Regions from separate parts of the Hordeum vulgare genome. Here region 2 is linked to region 1. Evidence: chromatin contacts called from public Hi-C data. All regions are on one chromosome and are shown on one strand. Each heading gives the region's core, a stretch centred on a gene start, on an enhancer-like site or on the middle of the called end of the contact. The rest is flanking DNA. Distances are from core to core; before and after follow the strand shown. Region 1 has its middle 110 kb from the start of LOC123442999. Region 2 has its middle 290 kb from the start of LOC123442999.

The links. Hi-C and Micro-C count contacts between places; a contact is called where the count stands out from the background.
Region 2: a Hi-C map of seedling shows a contact between it and region 1, with 4 times the contacts expected there. The contact joins two enhancer-like sites. A contact is called at or near these places in 3 of 6 Hi-C or Micro-C datasets (leaf and seedling).

What each region holds. Positions count from the first base shown.
Region 1 is chr1H:433,753,771-433,757,539 of MorexV3_pseudomolecules_assembly, reverse strand. No RefSeq gene overlaps it. Among protein-coding and RNA genes, the nearest start is that of LOC123442999, 110 kb to the left of the region's middle. Within about 2 kb of position 2,124, at least 3 of the 3 cell types and tissues checked have open chromatin away from gene starts, as enhancers often do. A contact at or near this core is called in leaf and seedling, where this site is marked.
Region 2 is chr1H:434,151,180-434,155,078 of MorexV3_pseudomolecules_assembly, reverse strand. No RefSeq gene overlaps it. Among protein-coding and RNA genes, the nearest start is that of LOC123442999, 290 kb to the right of the region's middle. Within about 2 kb of position 1,383, at least 3 of the 3 cell types and tissues checked have open chromatin away from gene starts, as enhancers often do. A contact at or near this core is called in leaf and seedling, where this site is marked.

The sequences.
Region 1 (3,769 bases), core at 875-3,374:
TCATGCGTTGATCCTTTTGTTCCGCCTTATCATCATGACCATAATTGATTATACAATTCGGGGGGAGATCGGGCGTGGCCGTTATTTTAAGGCCTACATGTAGGTACGGCGGTGTTCATGTTGGGAAAAAGCCATAGATTGATTAACAATCATGCCAACGATTGCTTTGGCAGTGATAAACAAAGCGGAAGCCGGAGATTTTCGAGCTATCAGCTCGCATGGAGATTGCATAATGACAGCGATTCTGTCCGGCGATGGCGACCTTCAGATTCTTTCCATTATATTTCAGTGAGAGGGACATGGTGGGTTTGACACAACAAAGCTGTTCGTTTAGCTGCCTGTGCAAGGTAAGGCTTTGATGTGGCAGATCTGAACCCTCTCCCCCACCAAACCAGCATTTCTTGTATTATCATCTTCACATGTTTTCACTATATGAACAGAATTTTCAGATAGGACAAACACAGACCTGTCCTGGTTACCTTCCTGTTCACAAATCTCCTACTAGGTAATTAGTCATATCTTCATGAATAGAATCATCAAAAATAGAGGTAAAGAATGCTAGTTTGGTTTGATGCTACTTCCTCTGTATCTAAATACTTATAGCCGGAGAGAACTAAGTATATAGGGACTAGTATTTAGTAATCCCCAGTTTCCATCTTGTGATTGCTAATAACACTTTGAATTCCTGGCTTTTTGAAGGAGGGCCTAGATCAGCGAGATAGTAGTAGCTTTCTGTATTTATATTGAACCTGCTCTAGGATACAGTCGTAGTTATTGGTGGGCACAGCATCTGCAGATTCGTCTAGAAAATCTAACTGGTGAAAAGCTCGCAAATTCCCTCGAGTTAGGCAGGCCCAAAGTTTCACGCACAAGTGAGTAGCAGCTAAGCTAGGTCCAGTCAAACTGCGGCCACCACTATCTTTCACCACTGCTGCTTAGGTTCTGCTGATGGAATCAATAATATAATAATAAACTAGAGCAGACATGCTTGCTTTGTGACGCCAAGAAAGTAACATTCCCTTGCTAATCCCTTCTAGTTTAATCCAAAGGCTGGCAAGCCTCTCACACCCTCTAGAGAAGAGGATAAAAAGTTGACTGGGAGCTAAGCATTGCCTAGCACTCAAGCCACTCTTTCACTAGTATAATTGGCAAATTGTTAATTACTAGTCACCATCATGGCAAGCAGCTGAAAGCTCTTTCATGGACTCGACAGGCTTTGCTACCTGCTGCCATTTGCTTGCTTGTTTGTTCGTTTCTCCTCCAAGTGGTCCAGATGACGTGCTGATGTGAACAGTGACAGCACTTGGTGGTGGGATTTGAATTAGCTCTCACTTACTTGTGCTCTTGCTGAGTTTAACTAAAGCAGTGACAGAGATGTCTATAAATCTGGGATGCAATGTGCTACAGAGGTGGTGAATTTCAGGCTCCCAGGTGTTGATTAGTCCTCTGTGTCCAATGGACAGGACTGGAGTGGGTTTTGCTCAACTGTCTTGTTGTGGAATAAAAAAGGGGTAAAGATATGTTGAGGCCAGTCTTGTGGCATGACAGCATCACCTTTGGATGTTTGTTGCTGACTCAAGTTCCCAACAACAACCATAGATAGATAGATAACAAGGAGCCCCATTTCCCAGCCAGTGAACCGCTTTCCTCATGGAACCAGGGGTGGGTAACAGTGGTGCCAAGATCAATCCAACCCACTCACAAAAGATGTATCCAAGCTGCAAATCCTTGTGCTGCTGTTTCCACAGGAGATGAACTCAGCTGGGAAAGGGGAAATAAATAGCTTCCAAGACCAAGAGAGAGAACAGCTGGTATAGATAGTAAGATATGGTTGCATCACATCAAGGCACATGCTTAGATTAGATGTCAACCGGATTTTAGTAAGCAAGCACTAGCTCTACTCTCTGCTTTGTTTTGTTTTGTTTTGGTACATGAGAAACCAGAAGATCTGATTGATCCCTGGTCACGACGCATACCAATACAATAATACCATATGTTTATTGGTAGCACCCATTTGGTTTCAGCCTATATTAGTACTAGTACAGTCGGTGTCAGGGAAACTTTCTAATGCTGCGTGTCAGCATGTGTAGCGTCAGAGAGTGCACATCCTGATCCAGCTGCTAGTGCTTAGTGGTGTACTGCTGTACTGTTTGTTGTAAGGTCATGCTCCTATTGTCGGTCCAGGATATATATATATTCTCCTGGACGGAAGATGCCAATCAACTACTCTAATCACCGTGCCATGCCTCCTCCGTTAATCAACTACTGCAGTCTGCAGCTGCAGGTTGACGGAATGCAGAGGTAGTCCCAAGGGAAAATGATTTCAGAGAGGAAATTCAGTTACTTGTAGCTCAGTGGTTAGCTCCATCGAAACAACTTTGCTGGACTAATATGGAGTTCATACCAAAGTACATATATGGCAGGCCGGAGGAAGGTTCAGAGGATCTGGAGGTGGCGGAGGATCATCATCGCACGCACCAAGATCTTGGAGTAGATCAGGACGTATGCAAACACAGACAAGAGATGCTTCTTGCTGGGGATACATGAACCGGGAGATGCTGCCGCTAGATATCTTATTTGGCCCCAGCTCCTCCATCAACACCTATTCTATTGTTCAAGGATCAAGATCTCTCTCTCTCTCTCTCTCTCACACACACACACACAAACGCTGCATGATTAGTATTGGCTAATCTAATTTGTTTACAAAGCAAACGAATATATACACCCACACTGATACACCTATCCACGAGGCAAGGAGATAAGCTATACTAGTACGGCCCTCCAACCCCAATCATGGCTGCCGTTCCATTGGTGCAGCCGAGAGAATCTGATTGCGTTTTAAAATGCGCGCCACTTGGTGGCAGTGAGCTCATGCCCTGATGCGGTTACGGGGGAGGTGACTAATCTAATCCTGTTGATATGGGCTCAAAGTGTTTTAATATGCGTGGGATGTGGAGAATGTGGTGGGGCTGGTTGAGGTCTCCCCGGAATGTGTTGCATCGTAGGTACACTGGATTCTGGTCTGGGGGGCAGAGCTCGGTTGCAGTTTACTATGTCAGTTTTTCTGTTCTTTTTCTTTTTCCAGACGCAGGGAATGGTGTGGGTTGCGGAATATCCTATTCGTCGTTCTGTGCGAAGCGGTGTCGGATCTTTGCACAGAGCGGGAAAGGTAACAATTTTAAATGGGCTGGCCTATTTAACAGCGTCCGATTTTGGGAACCATTTAGAGGTTTTTCCAGTCATTTTTCTCTGGTTTTGGAAAACCCAGGGAATGGTGTGAGTGGTTTGGGTTGGGTTCGAAAAATACATGTGCAAGTTCAGTCACGTCTAGGCTGCGAGAGTGGGCTAGTCGGCCCGCGGAGACAGACAAAGCGGCATCAGAATGGGCCTGGCCTATTTCCTGGCTTCCCTAGTTTATCATTGGGTTTTCTCCACGGTTTTCCTATGGTATTTCTGTTCTTTGGTTTTTATCGATAATTTTATTTTATTTTTATGTCTACTAGCAAAAAGGCCTGTGCGTTGAAATGGGAGAAAAAACACATAATCTTTGATGGCCATGACCATATTTTTCTGCATCACCAAGATACACCATCACTCTCAATTCCGTGAAATCATGAAAAAAAATCAAGCTCGTTCACATACTTGAAATTTTTAACATTTTTCACATTCGTGACCACATACATAAATTTTAGAACATTTTATGAAATCAAGAAATTCCGTGAATTCATGAATATTTTATACTATTTTAATATATATTTTAGAAAACGGT
Region 2 (3,899 bases), core at 134-2,633, 400 kb before region 1:
GAATAAACTTTTTTTGTCAAAAACCTAAGAAAGACACGTAAAAATCCGAAATATAAAAAAATCTAGAAAAAAAATCAACATAAAACGCCAAAAACACGTGGAAAAAATAAACAAAATTCGAAGAAAATGCTTAAAACGCGACACGTGACGATGGCTGAGAACACGTCAAGTTATGGGCAGTAAATAGTACTCCCTCCGTCTCAAAATAAGTGATTCAAAAATAACTCAACTTTGCACTAACTTTAGTACAAAGTTGAGTCACTTTTGAGTCACTTATTTTCAGACGGAGGGAGTATATTCCAAGGGCAGCGCTCTGCGTCGGCGATTCGTCCGGCCGCGCGCGGCCCGCCCGATCCGCCAGTTGTAACCGTTAGATCTCTATGGAGCAAAAAAATCGATGCAACAAATTTCGTCCACGATGTAGCAATTTCGTCCACGGTTACAACAAAAATATAGTTGTAGCAAAAAAATATCAACGTGATCGTAACAAAAAATAGAAGCTGATGATGCGTATTAGCAAGACAAAATAAGGGTTGTAACAAAACAATCCGGTGAACTTGGATTGCAACTCTGACGAACGTGTATGCAACTTGTTTAGTGAACGGTTACAACAAAAAATAATACCGGTTGTAGCAAAAATTAACACGGTTGTAGCAAAAATCAAACGGGTGTAAAAAAATTTCAACGAACTCGAGTTGCAATCAAACATGAATTTAATTTTTTTAATGAATAAATTATAGCAAAATAAGAAACGTTTATAGCAAATTTAGACGTAGTTGTACCAAATCTAATCAAAATAATGTTGCATGGCTGGCCAGTCAGGCGCGCAGGCCGCGAGCGACCGGTCAAACGATTCGGATGACGATCCGGCTGCAAGCGTTTCCCATATTCCAAGGTTCAAGGTTCAAGACCGAGAGAGAGATTCTAATTTCAAAAAAAAAAAAAAACAGAGAGAGATTCTGGGACACCTCGCGCAGTAAAATAAAAGGCCGACCGGCCCCGCAGCAGATCACCTCACGCAACAAGCGCGGCGAGTACATACAGTGGCGAGTACTGCAGGCATCGCCGATGGAGCGCATCGGTCGCTGTGGTCCATGGCCATGCGCGGGGGCCACGAGGGAGCCAACAGCCGCAGCGACGATGCGTGATCAGATCGCCCACCCCAGCAGCCCGCCTCCGTCTCCCAACCCAAGCCACGCGCAGCTTTCTCGCTCTCTTTCTTTCTTTCTTTGTTTCCCGTGGAGTGGAAGCATCTTTCCTTGACAGCTAACGACTCGGGGGCACCGATCCAAGCAGATACGCATGGCCGTGGCCGTGGGGGCCGCGCGGGCCGGGAGGACGGACGGGCGCGGCAACAAGAGGACAAGACCAGATTCTGATCTCCACACGCCTGCTGCCTGCTCCTTCTGCCTCATGCATCACCCACCACCCCCACCACACACCAGAGAGAGACGAGCGAACGAGACCCGGGGTGGCCTGCCTCCCTATCACTCACCACTGTCTGCCTGCCTGCTGGACTGGGCTGCCACCGATCCCGTTGCCGTCGCCTTCGGGGCCGTGTTTATCTCCCTCCCGCCCTGCCCTGCCCGCCCGTACCGTACCCGAAGGTTGGGCGTTGCCGTGACGCCACAGTTCTCTCCTCCACTGCACTGTGCGTCCGTGCGTGCATCTCTTCCGCCAATGCTACCGTCGATGTATGATTTGGGTCGACTCATCAGGAGAGGATGCATCTCGATCGACCGGGATCGCCATCGACTTGCCCCGGTTCCAGCTTCTTCTTATGGACAGATAAAGCAGCGGATCCAATACTAAAGTCTGCTTCTCTTGGAACTTGCACGCTCACCGTGTCACGTTTCAACTTTACTCACGCGTAACTAGCTTGGCTCGCAAGTAGTGTAGTGCTAGTAGAAGCCATCTATTCAGTATGACAATGATTTGTCCAGCTCAAGTTTCCTCGACAGGGAAAGCTCTCCAAAAATACATGACACACACGTTCGCTCTAGCTAGAGGTATATATATATATACTAATAAGTAATAACATAAAGAAGAAGCATGATTGAGCCAACTTAGACAATCAGACAAACTCCATATGATACTAGCAGCAACTCTTGTGGACCATTTGGTCGCTCATGTTCATACGGAAGCTTTGTCCCTAGCGGTCCCTGAAGAAAAAACTCCACCGGTGGAGTAGCTGTCCCGAAATCTGAGTTTTCAAGTGACAAAGGGCATCTACACACGATGACATCAGATTTGTCTCCGCACCCGTTCACGGATATGGATGCACGAGCCGCCATCCAATGCTAAGGCCAACTCCAACGCGTGACGTCAAACGAACGCTTCATTTCATTCGCTTCTTATCCGTTTGAGGGTGGTAATAGGATCGTGTCCGTATGAAGTTATGGATGTGACAGTCGTGCGTCCAACGCGAGGCCGTATTTTGGTCTCATCTCGTCCGCTGTCCGTTGTGTATGCAAAATATAAAAACATGTCCGTGTCCGTTGGTACGTCCTTTGTCACCTTTCTCCAAACGGATGCGTCACCTACGTGATAGGCACAAAATCCTGCGGTTGGCATCGTACGCCAAGCCTCGGAAGGTTGCCTCATGGGAGGGGCCTCGCGGGGTTTCCTGGCGCCTGAAGGCCCCGGTAAGGTCTGGTCTAGTGGCGAGGGGGCATGGCGAGGCACACCCCTCGCGAGGTGATTCCCTTCGGTGCGGCGAGGACGCAGTCGCCCCCCTTGGGCTGGCCCATGCATCGTCCCGAGGCCAGCAACACAGGGGCCATGGTACTCCGGGTTCCACTAGGCCAACATAACCACATACATTTGAAATCGCATTTCAATAGATTGAAGGAAATCCATGCAACCCTAAAAAAGTCATCAAAGTCCCGATATAAAATAGCATAAATCTTTTGTACATAGCATAAATCTTATTACACCCACAGCCCCAGCTGCTATACATACTGGACCAGTTACTAGAACTCGTGCACGCCAATTGAATTACCAGGTACTTTCGTTTCTTGGAAATACTTCTAATGTTCATGAACATAAGATGTTGCCTAAGTTAGATACTTTTGTTGCGCTCATGAATGAAGGACCAAGCATGGACAAGAAGGATATCCGTTGGAGCGGGATCAAGCATGGAGAAGAAGGTGCATGCGCGGGAGAGAACAATGAAGCTTTCACTGGTGATTTTCGCACTTTAAAGCCACCATAAGGAGACCATGAAGGCTTTGGACGAAATATTCAAGACGTCACTTTATAAATTTCGTCCATAGACTATTATAGGTGTTGCGCCACCTTATTTTTGGGCGAGGCCCATGTAATTTCGAAATACCATAATATAGGCTATTTTTAGAGTCCGTATGTGTGGGGAAACCGAGTTTAAGTCTGTTTTCGGACCCCTCCTCCAAGGGTCACGAAATTGCCTCTCTATTCCCTCAAATATACAGCCCTTAGGGCACCGTTTAGACTTGGATTTTGTTTAGATTACAAGTTCGTCATAGCTGCAACTTCGCGTTCTTCGTTTGTGTTCTACGACCAGACAAAGGCGTCACAAGACACCACCTTCATTAATAAAGCTTTCCTCTTATATTCGCAATATCTTCATTGCATCTTAGTTTCATGCTTGTTCTTCGTTTGCGTGTAGGAAACAGACCTTCGTGGTCAGGTTGATCATGCTCCGGCGTGGTCAATAACCTCTCGGGGTTGGTTTAGCGATTGCTAAGGTGCGACGTCCTCACACGTTCGTAGTCGGATCGTCAAAGTCTACTCCACCAAAACGATACCCACGATCTCATCGAAAGACAGGGACAACTTCGCCTCTATCAAGTGGTATCAGATTTGCAGGTTGCTCGATGAGATTTTACCAGTATTTCGTAGTTAGATCGCATCTGTTCTTG